Regions from separate parts of the Canis lupus genome. Here region 2 is linked to region 1. Evidence: chromatin contacts called from public Hi-C data. All regions are on one chromosome and are shown on one strand. Each heading gives the region's core, a stretch centred on a gene start, on an enhancer-like site or on the middle of the called end of the contact. The rest is flanking DNA. Distances are from core to core; before and after follow the strand shown. Region 1 holds the start of CCDC90B (coiled-coil domain-containing protein 90B, mitochondrial). Region 2 holds the start of RAB30 (ras-related protein Rab-30).

Region 1 (2,935 bases), core at 25-2,524:
TGGCACCACGTACAGTGGGCACTGGGTGGCTCACCTCACACAGCAATGAAGATTTAAGAAAGTGAACAGAGAACGCCAGGGTTAGTACGAAGTGCCTATTCTGTGGACAGCCTTAGTTTTTATAAAGGGGTGTGTGTGTGTGGGGGGGGGGGGGGCGGATCTTGGAATTGTCCCTCAGCATAAAGTCAGACGTCCTTCAGGACACAATGCCAAGAGTTGCCAACAAGTTCGACACTTGCAGATTCCAGCAATTCACGTTTTGTTTTGAATGGCTGCTACAGGATCGCAGACTACTAGAAATTACAACGAAAATAAAGCCAGCCTGACCTGAGATGTATGCTGTTGTCTACGAAAAACGTGGACTCGAGACAGCGCCCACATACCACGACCCAAGTTCGAACAGGCCACGAGAGACACCGCAACTCAGCACACGGATCGCCCCCGAGAGAGCTCCGAGGGCGCGGGGCCTCGTTAGACAGGCGGGAGCAAACGAGAGCTGAGAAAGCAGCGTGGGGGGCTCGAACTGTGGAGGCCTGGTCGGTACCCCAGGCTCTCGGAGCCCCGGTATCGGAAGGGGAAGGCGGTCCTCTACTCGGTCCTCCCCCTTCCCGCCCCAAAGCCACCGGGCCAGACCCAGTGGCGGGGTCGCCAGTCACGGCGGGGCCGGGAGGGGCGTGACCCTCTCGCCGAACCGCGCGGCCGAGCAAGCAGAAACCATTGGCGGTCTCCTCAGAGAGCACTCGGGCATTGGTGACAAGTTGCCCTCGTCTCACCTCTTCGCAAGGCCAGCGAGAAAGGCCCGCCGGGGCTCCAAACCCGGCGGTCCCCACGACCCTCAGAGCGCAGGAGCCACCAAACACAGCGACTCCACATCTCCTGCTTTCGGGCCGGCGGGAGGAGGCGAAAGGCTGGCTGAATCACGCTCAGGATTTCGGGCAACGTAGTTCTGGCACCGCGAGGATGCTGGGAAGTGTAGTTTTCCGCCTGCCGCACAGGGGACCGCCGGCGCGGACTCCAACCGCCGTCCTGCAGATGGGCCTCTGCACAGACGGACCCACAATCCAGGAGCATGGTTCACAGCGGCTCCGCTCCTCCCACCGCCCCTTCCCGACCGCCGCACGACGTTACCGCCCTAAGAAAGCGGGACCGCGTCTGAGAACCTTCTAGCAACCGTTTCCTAGCAACGAGGAACAGCTCAACAGCGAGAGTTCCCTGAGAAAGCCGGCGGCCATCAGGCGCGCCTGGCCGAGAGACGGAGTCACATCCTACCGCGGGGAAACCTGGGACCTAAATCCTCGTCCGCGGAGCATTCCGGGAGATCGCGCAGAAACCTGGGAAATGTAGTCCAGAGAGGGCCTCATTCATGCTGGTTCACGACCTACTGCTTCGCCCTCTGGTGTACAGGAGGACGAACGTCAGTCCTTGTCTCGGCGGAAACCGTTTGTTGCCACAGTGGACCTGATTTTCACCACTTATCCCTGTGAGGCCTTTTACTACAGACTTTGTTCCACACAGTAAAAACGCTGAAAACAGCAACGCACAGTAGTTGTGGGGTCCAGATATGCTAATATGTTCTTCGTAAATTCTAAAGTGGTCACAATCGTTAGGTTTTAGTGGCTTAATTATTCTCACAAGGATGTAAACAGTTAGCCCTGGATTTTTTTTTTTTTTTGCCTAAATACAGATTTATTGCAAACCAACACTGGACAGGGGACAGCCCTGGATTTTTCTACCTGTTTGTTTTCAAAGCTTTGTGGGCAAGCTGCATAAAGTACCCTTCTAAGCACTGAGGCACATTAAAGGAACAACACTTGGTTCCTGCCAGCAAGGGCTTTAACAGGCAATTTATGGAAAGGAAATATAAATGGCTATTAAAGATTGAAGGAAAAAAAAAAGAACAACTTAATCTCACCAGTTAAATGAGAGCAAACATAAAGAGCTACCAGCTTTACTTATTAAACTTAAAAAAAAAAAAAAAGAATTACTGATCCCAGCAAATATGTAATTAGATAGGGTCATTCACACTGCTGGCAGGAGTATAAGCGCAATACGTTTGAAAATTAATTTAATAATATATATGAAATTTAAAAAGGTGAATAGCCAGAGGTTCCCTTCTAAAGATTTTATCCTAAGGAAAAAAAAAATCATATCTGTAGCTAAGATTTTTAAAAACTACAACCCATGATATGCTATTTGTAACAGTAAAACATTAGAAATAATCTAAATATTCAATGTGATTTAACAACTTGCACTAATGTCCCAAATTGGAATACTATACAATCATGTAGTTGCAATTATTATACAAATGAGAATATTATACAATCATGGAATACTATATAATCATTAATATGACATAATCATTTAAAAAATTATTTATATAGACACATGTATATTAAAGTAATGATATATACATATGTGTATGTATACCCAATATGATTGTAATTCTGTCGATTAAGGGATGATCACTGTTCTGGAGGAGTTCACAGACTACTTGGAAGATAGAGACCAGTAAGTGGGACCACGATATTTTTAATTACCTTAAGTAATGATTATGGAAAAAGTATATCTTTGAATATATTAACTATTCACACTTCCTGGTTATTATTTACATTACTGTAAACCTCCAGGACAGAAATAGTTGATTAGTCACGTGACCAGAGAAGGGCCAATCCTATTTTCTTTCATGGATCACCTGCAGCAAGCAGCCCATGTCCCTGCTGGTGCACTTGTTCTTCTTTGTATCCTCCGTGATGGCAGACTCATATCTGTCACCGTTTTCTCCAACATCTGGCATAACTCCTGGCCCAGAATGAGCCTTCGGTAAATATGTGTTGAATGAATCAGTAAATGTTCGAAGTATAGTCACAGTTTGGTGAGGAGCCCTAATAGACTGGCACATTGAAGTCATTTGGAAGATGGAGCAATGTTGGGGGAG
Region 2 (3,290 bases), core at 456-2,955, 230 kb before region 1:
TACTACAAAGCCCATACAATGGACCTTCCTTTGCATTCAGTAACAAGCAGTATTTCACGAAGCATCACCCCGTTGCAACTCTGAAGACCTAAGGGTCTGAATCGAAAATGGACAAAATTTGTTCAGCAGAAAACAACCAGGAATGACTTTCACCCAATGCCTGACCTGGCTACAAAAAGATTTGGCATTTTAGAGTTAAGCATAAAATGCTCTGGCATTTCTCCTTGTTTTGACATTCCAAGAGGGGGTGTGGTTGACCCCAAGTCCATTCATTTCCAAGGTTGTAGATCTCTCAGCTAAGACTGGCCCCATCTGTTCTGGAGTCACCCAGCTGTTTATCTCAAAGTAACATTTATTGCACTAATCATCCTAATAACTCTTACAAAAGCCAAAATCATACAAGCCAGAATGCTTTCTATCTTATTAAATGTGTCAGTTCGCTTAAAAACAAAACCCCAAAAAACAAACAAAAAACACCTCTATGCTCCTTGATTTCCCTGGCCAGGATCACTCTTCTTTTCAGAAGATACCTTCTGGGTACCTTTCAGTAATGGCAAATGAAGGTTAACAGTACTTCTAACTTTCCCTTTCCCTAATGCATCAAAATGAACCAGGATTTCCCTAATGATCCCTTCGTCAAACCTTTAGTTGTGACTGGTGACTGTGCCTCACGAAAAGGCAGCTCATTATGGTACCATTGTCAGTGGCAAGGAGCCTACTGCCACATAATTTAAAACACTCACACGAGCACAAATCTGTCGGCTCCACTTCCAAACAATCCTGCAGTGGGAAGAAGAAAAACACTTAACAAAAATGCTGCTTCCAGCAGCCTAAGAGAAGCTTCCCCAGACACGTGAAATGTTTCTGACTGGCAGGGAGTGCACCATTAAAGGACAGTGTCACCTCAAATCAGCAGAAAAGGCGACACAAACGACACAGACACACACGTAAAATAGAGCCCCACAAAACTTAACCTACTCAAAAGCACGCTCATCTTAAAAATAAATAGTGTGTGCTTGCTCAAGCGACATAGAAATGTTCTAAAGTAGTGCAACCACATTAAATCACTGTCTCCATTTCTCCCCACGCATCACCCCTTCCCACTCAAACCTCAGCACTCTGGGGCCCTAAGTGACAGGACTGCAGTCCCCCACCTCTGCCTTCTTCTGATTTTCCAAGAGCACTTCCCAACATCCTCCCCAGCCCAGCCCCCTCTCCCATCCTCAGAAAGGTTGAGGGGAGTTGCGACTAGAGAATTGGCAGGAATCGGTCCTCTGGCGGGGGTAGGTTGCTAGAGTTGTTCTTTGCAGTGACCCAAATTGCACAGAGCTTTTTGCTTAGCAGCACTTGCGAGCACCTCTCCAATCCTCCCGCCCCCATCTTCCCAAAAGAAAGCCTTGAGAATTAAGCGGGAGGAATAACTTGGTAGAACCATTTGAATAAATCACTTCAACTCACCTGGTTTGGGATAGTTCTCCCCACCCCAGGCATAAACAGAAATGATGTGCGAATGAGTCACGCAGGCAAGAGAACGTGTTGCGATGTCCTAAGTCCAAGGGCTGGAGTCAGTCCCTGCCCTGGTGCCGCTGCTACTCTTAGCTCAGCTGGAGCAAGCGGCAAACGCAAGCCCAGCAGCAGCAGCAGCAGCAGGGGGGTGGATAGACCGTAGCACAATGAATGCAGTGGGGTTTTTGCAATGACATCATCCCTCTGTCCGAAAGGCCCCAATAGCCATGCTCAGGAGCGGTGCACTCTGGGAATCGTAGTCTTCTAAGGGCCCGGCAGGACACCGGGGCTATCTCGGGAACTACAATGCCCAAAATGCGCCAAGGTCGGACGCGCCCAGAGTGGGCCCCGGGAGCGAAGGGGACCCGGCCGCCATGTTAGGAGTGCCGGGAAGAGTCCGCGGAACCTGGCTGAGGTTTTAGGCAGCGCGCGAGCCGAATGGTGGTGCGGTGGGGACGGCGGTGGAGGGTAAACCGAGCGGAGAGCACAGGGCCCAAACCCGGGGACCCAGGTGTGGACGCGGCATCTGGGGGCAGATTGGAGGGCGGGTCCAGCTGGACGCAGTATCCAGAGGCCGACTGGGCCTCGGCCTCGCTGTCCGGCAGGTCGTAGACGTACCCTACCGGTCTTCGTCCTTTTCTTATTAAGGGGTTGAGGGAGTCCGTGTACTCCTGGGCCCAGAGCATCACTTAGGCCCGCTTACGGGACCCTCGGAGCGGTCGGTATCCTTGGGCTGCGGGGACCCCGGACGCGACCCTTGTCACTCGGGTCAGCGAAGCCGGCTTCCACCCACGCGGAGCTGGGTTACTCCTCCCAATTTTATTTTTATCTTTTTGTCATTTATATTTCCAACTTTCCTTACCCCTCCGCAAGGTTTCGGACCTTTATGGGTTTTTCAGACAGGAATGATTTGCGGAAGGGTCCGAAGAAAGGGGTGTTTGCTCTAGTGGCCACGCTGCGGAGCACGGGGTGAGGGGACGGGGCTTTGGCGCCGCGATTGAGGGAAGACGGCGCGGTCTAGCGGACCAGCGCCCGGTTGGCGTGTCAGGGTGTTACTGCCCTGTTGACAGCTGGCGGTCGGTTTCGAGGTAACCTGGGTACTTGGGTAAACGTGTAGTGTATGCTAAAATACTGAGAAGACGCGGTGTTCTTTAGCATGGGTCACCATGTATTTTATTTTAAAAATACACTTAGTGTTTAATTTGTGATAGTCCATATATACGATTAACATTGAGAACTAATTTCTTTTGTTCTCAATTAACTGAAACCAAAATCACTGGTCTTTACGTTATCTTGCTCAGGATCTCAAATGAACTGTATTTTTTTTTCCAATTGTGTTACTAAAACAATGCTGTATATTTGTTCTTTTTCAGAGACTGCACTATGAAAGATGGAAAATGTCTTTTCTTCCTGAGGGTGTCTGAAGGGTTAAAAATGTGATATATATATTTTTTTTTTTTTCCTCCCTCCCTCTTGCACAATTATTCTAAAAACAACATTAGGAACTTGTTACTTTGGGTCGGCAAGGGTATGCATTTCACCTCTCTGTTAGGAGTTAGTAATAACAGTACAGTTGATGGATGGATTCTCCTATCCGGAAAAGCTAGGCAGAGTGATGAAAAAGAATAAAAACATAGTAGAAACAGCCTTTAAGATGTATACAGATGATAACTACAAAAACATAAAAGAATGATCTTCTGTCACGTTTCTGGGAACAAGTCACAACACGAAAGGCTTTGTTTCATTTTTAACAAAGGTAATATGTGTTGGTCTCATCCATGCAG

Evidence for each region. Hi-C and Micro-C count contacts between places; a contact is called where the count stands out from the background.
Region 2: a contact with region 1 is called in a Hi-C map of blood, with 2.5 times the contacts expected there. The contact joins the promoter of RAB30 here to the promoter of CCDC90B in region 1. A contact is called at or near these places in 2 of 9 Hi-C or Micro-C datasets (both in blood).

Annotation. Positions count from the first base shown.
Region 1 is chr21:15,984,090-15,987,024 of UU_Cfam_GSD_1.0, reverse strand. It overlaps CCDC90B (coiled-coil domain-containing protein 90B, mitochondrial), which reads right to left and starts at 1,274. Exons shown (of 8, transcript XM_038568473.1): 1 at 774-1,274. The coding sequence starts at 1,071. LOC111091508 (a long non-coding RNA gene) reads left to right here and starts at 660. Exons shown (of 4, transcript XR_005375591.1): 1 at 660-1,480; 2 at 2,457-2,508.
Region 2 is chr21:16,210,129-16,213,418 of UU_Cfam_GSD_1.0, reverse strand. It overlaps RAB30 (ras-related protein Rab-30), which reads right to left and starts at 1,705. Exons shown (of 5, transcript XM_038568476.1): 1 at 1,459-1,705. It overlaps LOC111091511 (a long non-coding RNA gene), which reads left to right and starts at 1,718. Exons shown (of 4, transcript XR_005375595.1): 1 at 1,718-2,017; 2 at 2,880-2,942.